Regions from separate parts of the Sus scrofa genome. Here region 1 is linked to region 2. A link is a contact called in public Hi-C data. All regions are on one chromosome and are shown on one strand. Each heading gives the region's core, a stretch centred on a gene start, on an enhancer-like site or on the middle of the called end of the contact. The rest is flanking DNA. Distances are from core to core; before and after follow the strand shown. Region 1 holds the start of PLEKHF2 (pleckstrin homology domain-containing family F member 2). Region 2 holds the start of TP53INP1 (tumor protein p53-inducible nuclear protein 1).

Region 1 (3,122 bases), core at 191-2,690, 210 kb after region 2:
TGTTTGGTGACTATTGTTCTAGACTAGACTTTAGCCAACCAATCAGACATAGCCATTCCTAATCTCAAAATTGAAAGGGATTTTGGAGATGATGGAGTCCATCCTTTTTTCCACTGACAGATGGTCTTCTGCATGTAGAGGAAGAAGGAACTAAATGAAATTGGGGTAGGGTGATGGTTCAGATGAGAATCCTGGGGACATTTACACTTGTCTTCAGAGACAACTATACCTAACAGATGTAAAGTTTTTCTGGTGGTAATAGTCTACGTTTTCCTATTAAAAAAAAATATCGGTTTTGCAGTTTTTTTCTAGTTACTAATTTTATTTAAAAGACTTGCTTGTTTCTGAGATATGGAAAAAGTGAGGATGGGAGGCTGAATACCTGGAGGGGATCCCAGACCAAAAGAAAGTTCCTGCTTATGTATCCCTAGGTGGGTGCTCTTTTATGTGGCTTGGGTGCGGTGGTTCTAATTCAAGAATAATCAAAGGTAAAATATCCTTGAAATAATAGATCAACGGGAAAGATAAAATTTACCCAAGTCTAATTTCTGCCTATACGCTTTCCGTTTGAAGTGAATATTCTGTCTCCTCCCCCCATTCCTCATCTTAGTCATCTTAAACATCTCTCCACGTATCCGTCAGCTCGCTTAGCTGCGTTATAAATGAAGAAGGGCAGGTTTAACCTTATATGGTATCATTACTGTTTTCAGATGTGTGAAGTTGGATGACGTTTGTGGCGTCAGAGAAAAAGTTTTGGAAAGACCAGAGTTCTAAGTCAGGGAATAAGTCATCCATCACTTAAAAGACTGTATGGGGTATGTGTGTTGTAGCCGCAGCTCCCTCTGTTTCAAGTGGTGGGGTCTTAGGAAAAGCCAGTGGAAGATGTGACAGGCAGGAACGCTGTGCTAAAGTGGGAGTAGCAAACAAAAGTCCGCCCAGCTTTTATTTCCCGGCAGTGGAAAGTTCTTGAGTTCCCCTTACAGGCCAGTTCGGTGGTGTGGGAGAGGGGGCCCAGCCTTCCTTCCGTTCTTCCAGCCTCGCTAAGAACTTCGTGGGCAGATGAACAATCCTTTCCAAGGACTTGCCCGCAGCTAGGCAGCCCAGGTAAGACGTCCCACGTGCGCCCAATCGGCTCCAAGGCGCGCGTTCCCACTGAGCACGGAGGAACCAACCCCAGGCCCTGGCTACCCAGGTGGGTGTGGCTTTCGTGGTGGCTCCGCCCCCTCGAGCTCGTCGCGCGGGGCCGCCCGGGCGGGGCGAGGGAACGGGCAAGAAAGGGCGGGGAGCGAGCGGTGTGGGTGTGCTCGTGCCCGCGCTCGCGGCTGGCGTGTGGGTGGCGGCGCGCCCGTGCGCGCGCAGGGGAGAGGCTGTCCCCGGCGGCCGTTGTGGGGTTCGACTGGAGGGGCGGGAGGGTCACCTGCGAGCGGCTTCGACGCCAGCCCGCCGCGTCTGGATCGCGCCGGCTGCGAAACGCTGTTGGCTGCCCACTCTGGGAGGCTGGGGCGGAGGATCGAGCAGAGTCCGCGCCCGGCGCTCGGGACGAGGAGGAGTCGGACCTTTGCCGCCGCCGCCGCCGTCCGCGCCCGGCCGGGTAGGTGAAGCCGGAGTTGGTTGTCCACCGGCCGCCGGCGGGCGGGGAGAGGAGAAGCGAAACTTTCCGGGCGCTTCCCTCCGCGGTCCCCGGCCGTCGGCGGCGCGGGGAGGTGTCGTCGTCTCGGGCGGCGGCGGCCGACGCCATGTTGGGGTCTGTGAGAAACGGGGCGCTCCCGGCCGCTCCCCTCGCCCTGGGGGAGCCGCGCCCGCTCGCAGGACGCCGCCGCCGCTGCGGGAGGGCTCGGGGGCCGCCCGGGGGGCCGTGCCGGTGCTCGTTCTGTCCTCCGGGCCGCGGGGCGGGGGCCGGGCGGACGCGAAGCGGACCCTGAGATCGGGTGAGAAGTTGGGAGGCGCGGGGACTGGGGTCCCAGTCGTGGCCAATGGCATCTTAGGGCCCCAACATCTCTCTGTCCAAAAAGTTTGCAGGGTCTGGGCATCGCGGACGTTGTAATCTGAACAGCGTATTTTTATGTGATTGGCGGCCAAAAATGGCACCGCAGAATTTACCCTGATAGAAGCGTTGGCTCTAACGTCTTACTTACTTGGAATCTTTTAAAAGTTGTATGGTCTTTTGCCCAATTTATTTTTCCTTTATTTTTTAAATTTTTATTAAAGGCCGAGAGCTGCCTCTTCATGTTGCTTGACTATCCTTGTGCGCCCTTAGGACATTGAAGCAGTAACTTGTGAGTGTGCACTGGAAATCGTGGGTAGTATTAAGGTTACAGATAACCAAGTTCTTCTCTGTAATTCAGAGACTCACAAAGTTTGTAAATCGGTAAATACTTTCTTTGTTGTGTTTCAGTACGTCACTGAAGAACAAATTCAGTAAAGAAGGACTTAGACACGAACATTGAGAGACTCAAAGGCATGTGTTCTGTTTAGAATAAGGTGAAGTGATCTTGACATTGCGAGGTTTCCCCCCTCCTTTTGGTTCCTTAAAGGTGCTTGCCTACTGTGTTTTGAGCATTTAGATTTTTCTGTCCTTTGCGAGCTCATGGGGTCCTCAGGTTAATTCGGTATTAAGGAAAGCTTCTATTTTTAATCTCTTTGGGTCCTCACAGCACTGGAGGTGAATGGTATTAAGTTACTTATTTGGAAAGCACATGTAATCGCCTCAAAAAATAAAACTGGTGTACTGACCAAGGCATCAAAAAAGATTCAGCTTGAATCACCCCAGTAAGTGAATGTAAATTACTAGTTTTAATGAAGGCATTTGAGCTTCCAAATTCTGTTAATGAACTGAAAGGACTTTTTAACTACAAATCAGATAAACCCTTAAACATATCTTGGAGAATTTCTCTTATCAATCTTTAGGTAAAAATATAGCTTCGGCTCAGATTTGATCGCTAATTTCCTTAATTCTAGAAGAAAAAAAAAAACCTTTTTTTCCCCACTGTTAGGTAATTGCCATTATATGTATATATTTTTCTGTATGAAGAGTTACCTACAAATAAAGTGATTTAACTAACTTCAAATCTAACAGCCAAACTGGTATTTAAGTGAGATCTTATGACTGAAGCCTTCTCATT
Region 2 (3,018 bases), core at 26-2,525:
GGGGGGGGGTGTCCCTATCTACTCTAAATTGGAATTAACTCAGAAGATAATGAGCAGATGTAATTAGGAAATACAATAAAAATAAGGAATCCCCACATAAAATTCATCTGCAACTACTAAAAAGAAACACCATGTCCTTTTAACTGGCTGTGTGGCCTTGAGTAGGTTACTTAATCTCTCTGGGGCCTCAAATTTCCTATCCATAAGATAATATAGCCTACTTCATAGGATTACTGTGGCAATCAATTGGGATAAGGCAGGTTAAGCCCTTCACAGTATATGGCACATAATAAGCACTCAATCAGCGGGAGTGATCAAAACGATGAGGATTTTAATTCTGATGGGCAAGTAAACTCTTTCCACAGGTGCAACCTCAAAAGGTGATGTGTAAGGTCAGGCAGGGTCAAGGGACACGCAAAGGACAGGAGGACCCTAAGGTCTCCAGGTAAGATTCCCGGAGCCGCTGCACTACCGAGCGCGACCCAGCGCTGGGAGGGTTGCTGGCGGGGCGGCGGCCGCAGCGCCGCGGAACTGGAGAGCTACGTCCCCGGGCGGCGGCCGCGTTCGCTCCTCCGGACCCCGGGGCTCCGAAGCCGAGTCCCAAGCGGACAGCCCCCGTCCGACAGCGGAGGGCAGGAGGAGGAGGAGGAGATGTGGAAGGGAGTAAGGAGGAGGAGGAGGAGGAGAGAGGAGGTCCCGCCGAGGCCAAGAAAACAGGCCACGCTCGGGGGAGGAGGCAGAAACCAAACACCCAACCGCCGCCCCACGCCCGGGCTTGGCCGGTCCATGTCCGCACGGCCGCCTCCTCCCGCACCCCAGGTCCGCCGAGGGTCCACCGAGGGGGTGGGCGTCCAGCCCGCGGAGGCTGCAGAGGCAGCGAAGGCCGGGAGCGCACCGACGGCTGCTCGCGAGCCGGCCCGAGGGCAGGGCGCGCGGACCAGGCAGCGCAGCGGGGCGGCGGGGAGCAGGCGGCCCTGGACGCCGGCCCCGCCCGCACTTACTTGGGCCCGACCTGCGGCGGGACGGCGGCGAAGGCAGCGGGCACCCGGCTTGGCGGGGCTCGGCGGGGACCGGCGCGCTGGCGGTTCGGGGCGGCTGAGGTAGCTGCGGCTCCCGGACGACGGGCGCGGGGCTCGGGGCCGGTCCAGCCTTCCTGTGGCCACACCGCTGGCCGCCGCCGGCCCGTCTCGCTCCTTTTGTTGTTGTGCAGCCTCGGAACAGCTGATCAGCCGCTGCGCCCGCCCGGCCGCCCCGCCCCGGGGCCGCGCCAGCCCCGGCCCACCAATCGGCGGCGCTGGGGCCCCGGGGCCGCCCTGCGAGAGGTTGTCACTAACGCACGTGACCTGGCGCCCAGCCGGCCGACGCTCTTGAGTTAGAAACAAGCCCGGGCAACAAAGCCCGGGCGCCGATGGGAGAGTAGGGGGGCGAGCGGAAGGGAGGGAGCAGGGGTGGGGGTGCGATGGGGGCTGGCACTGGGGCGACTGGGAGAGAACAGAGGAAGGGCTGGGGCTGAACCGAAATGGGAACCTGCAGGAGTGTGAAGACAACTGGAACCGATGGGCGAGAGGAAGAGCCCTGACCTCAGCTGACCCTTTGGCCAAGTGAGAGGCCGAGTGTTTGGGGTACAAAGGCTCACAAAGCTTTTTTTGCTGTGAGGGGAAAATCAGGGACGTTGAGAGTGATGGAGACGAAGATCCCAAGAGACCACTTCAGGCCAGTATACGGGTAAAATCGTGGACGTGGTGCTAAGGCAGGGCCACCTAACCTTTTGGCCTTCTTTGGAAGGAAAGTTTAGATTCAGGTATAGGAATGCCGCCCACCCAATATCTTTTTTTTTTTTTTTTCTTTTTAGGGCCACATCCATGGGGCATATGGAAATTCCCTGGTTAGGGGTCAAATTGGGGCTACAGCTGCCAGTCTACACCACAGCCACAGCAATGCAGAATCGCCGACCCACTGAGCGAGGCCAGGGATTGAACCCACATCCTCATGATGTGGATTTAATTCCACTGTGTCACAACAGGAACTCCCCAACCTTCTTTTTAGGACAAGGAGCCAGGCCCCATCTCGCTGTGGTAACTGATACTGGGACCTGACTGAACTGGCCCACAGGCTCAAGATTCAACCTACAGGCGGGCTCACTATTTATAGTGAGAAGAAAATAAGACAGTGGGCTTGAAAATACTTTCCAAACCAAAGCTGTGTACATATGTTGATGGATTAACTGTCTGGCCAAGGCAAGGAAGTTATTTTGATGTATCTCCACTCTTATGGTGGATCTTGTTTGGCCTGAGATGTGGTTCCCAAGGTTAAATTTATATACCCTCAACAGGTGTCTGATACATTACAGTATTCTGAAAGACTCACATTCTGGCCCTCACAAACATCCTGTCATCAATCTGTTTCCAACAATCCTGGTTTTAAAGGGTGAAAATCAAAGTACAGGGGATTGTCTGACCCCCAAGAGTAATAACTGTAATTCGAGGGCCATTCTCAGAAAGTAGAACAAGACTTTAACTTGGATTTTAGTTTTTTTGGCAAACGAGGCTCATCCTAATATATCCTCTCAAGTGTCATTACTACATTAGGAGCCCCATAGTCTCTTGTTTCTTCTTAGGAATTCATGGAGAGATCATCTTCCCATTCAGAATCAAGGCATGATGATCCTTTTAAGGCTCTAATTTTTTTTCTTTTTTCTTTTTAGGGCCGCACCTGTGGTATATGAAAGTTCCCAGGCTAGGGGGTTGAATCAGAGCTGTAACCGTCGGCCTGTGCCAGAGCCACAGCAATGCCAGATCTGAGCCACCTCTGTGACCTACACCACAGCTCATGGCAACACTGGATCCTCAACCCATTGAGCGAGGCCAGGGATTGAACCTGGGTCCTCATGGCAATGAGTTGTGTTCATTACTGCTGAGCCACGACGGGAACTCCAAGGCTTTTAAAAGGTCACATTAAGACCTACCTTCGTCCACCTTGATAAGATTAAAGGCAAAATGTGAAAGTATACAATTCCTT

Evidence for each region. Hi-C and Micro-C count contacts between places; a contact is called where the count stands out from the background.
Region 1: a Hi-C map of skeletal muscle shows a contact between it and region 2, with 6 times the contacts expected there. The contact joins the promoter of PLEKHF2 here to the promoter of TP53INP1 in region 2. A contact is called at or near these places in 9 of 47 Hi-C or Micro-C datasets (alveolar macrophages, embryonic fibroblasts, heart right ventricle and 3 more) and 2 of 2 datasets of contacts at active chromatin or transcription factors (alveolar macrophages and skeletal muscle).

The regions. Positions count from the first base shown.
Region 1 is chr4:41,533,250-41,536,371 of Sscrofa11.1, reverse strand. It overlaps PLEKHF2 (pleckstrin homology domain-containing family F member 2), which reads left to right and starts at 1,440. Exons shown (of 2, transcript XM_021089079.1): 1 at 1,440-1,591.
Region 2 is chr4:41,745,911-41,748,928 of Sscrofa11.1, reverse strand. It overlaps TP53INP1 (tumor protein p53-inducible nuclear protein 1), which reads right to left and starts at 1,275. Exons shown (of 4, transcript XM_001925224.6): 1 at 1,002-1,275.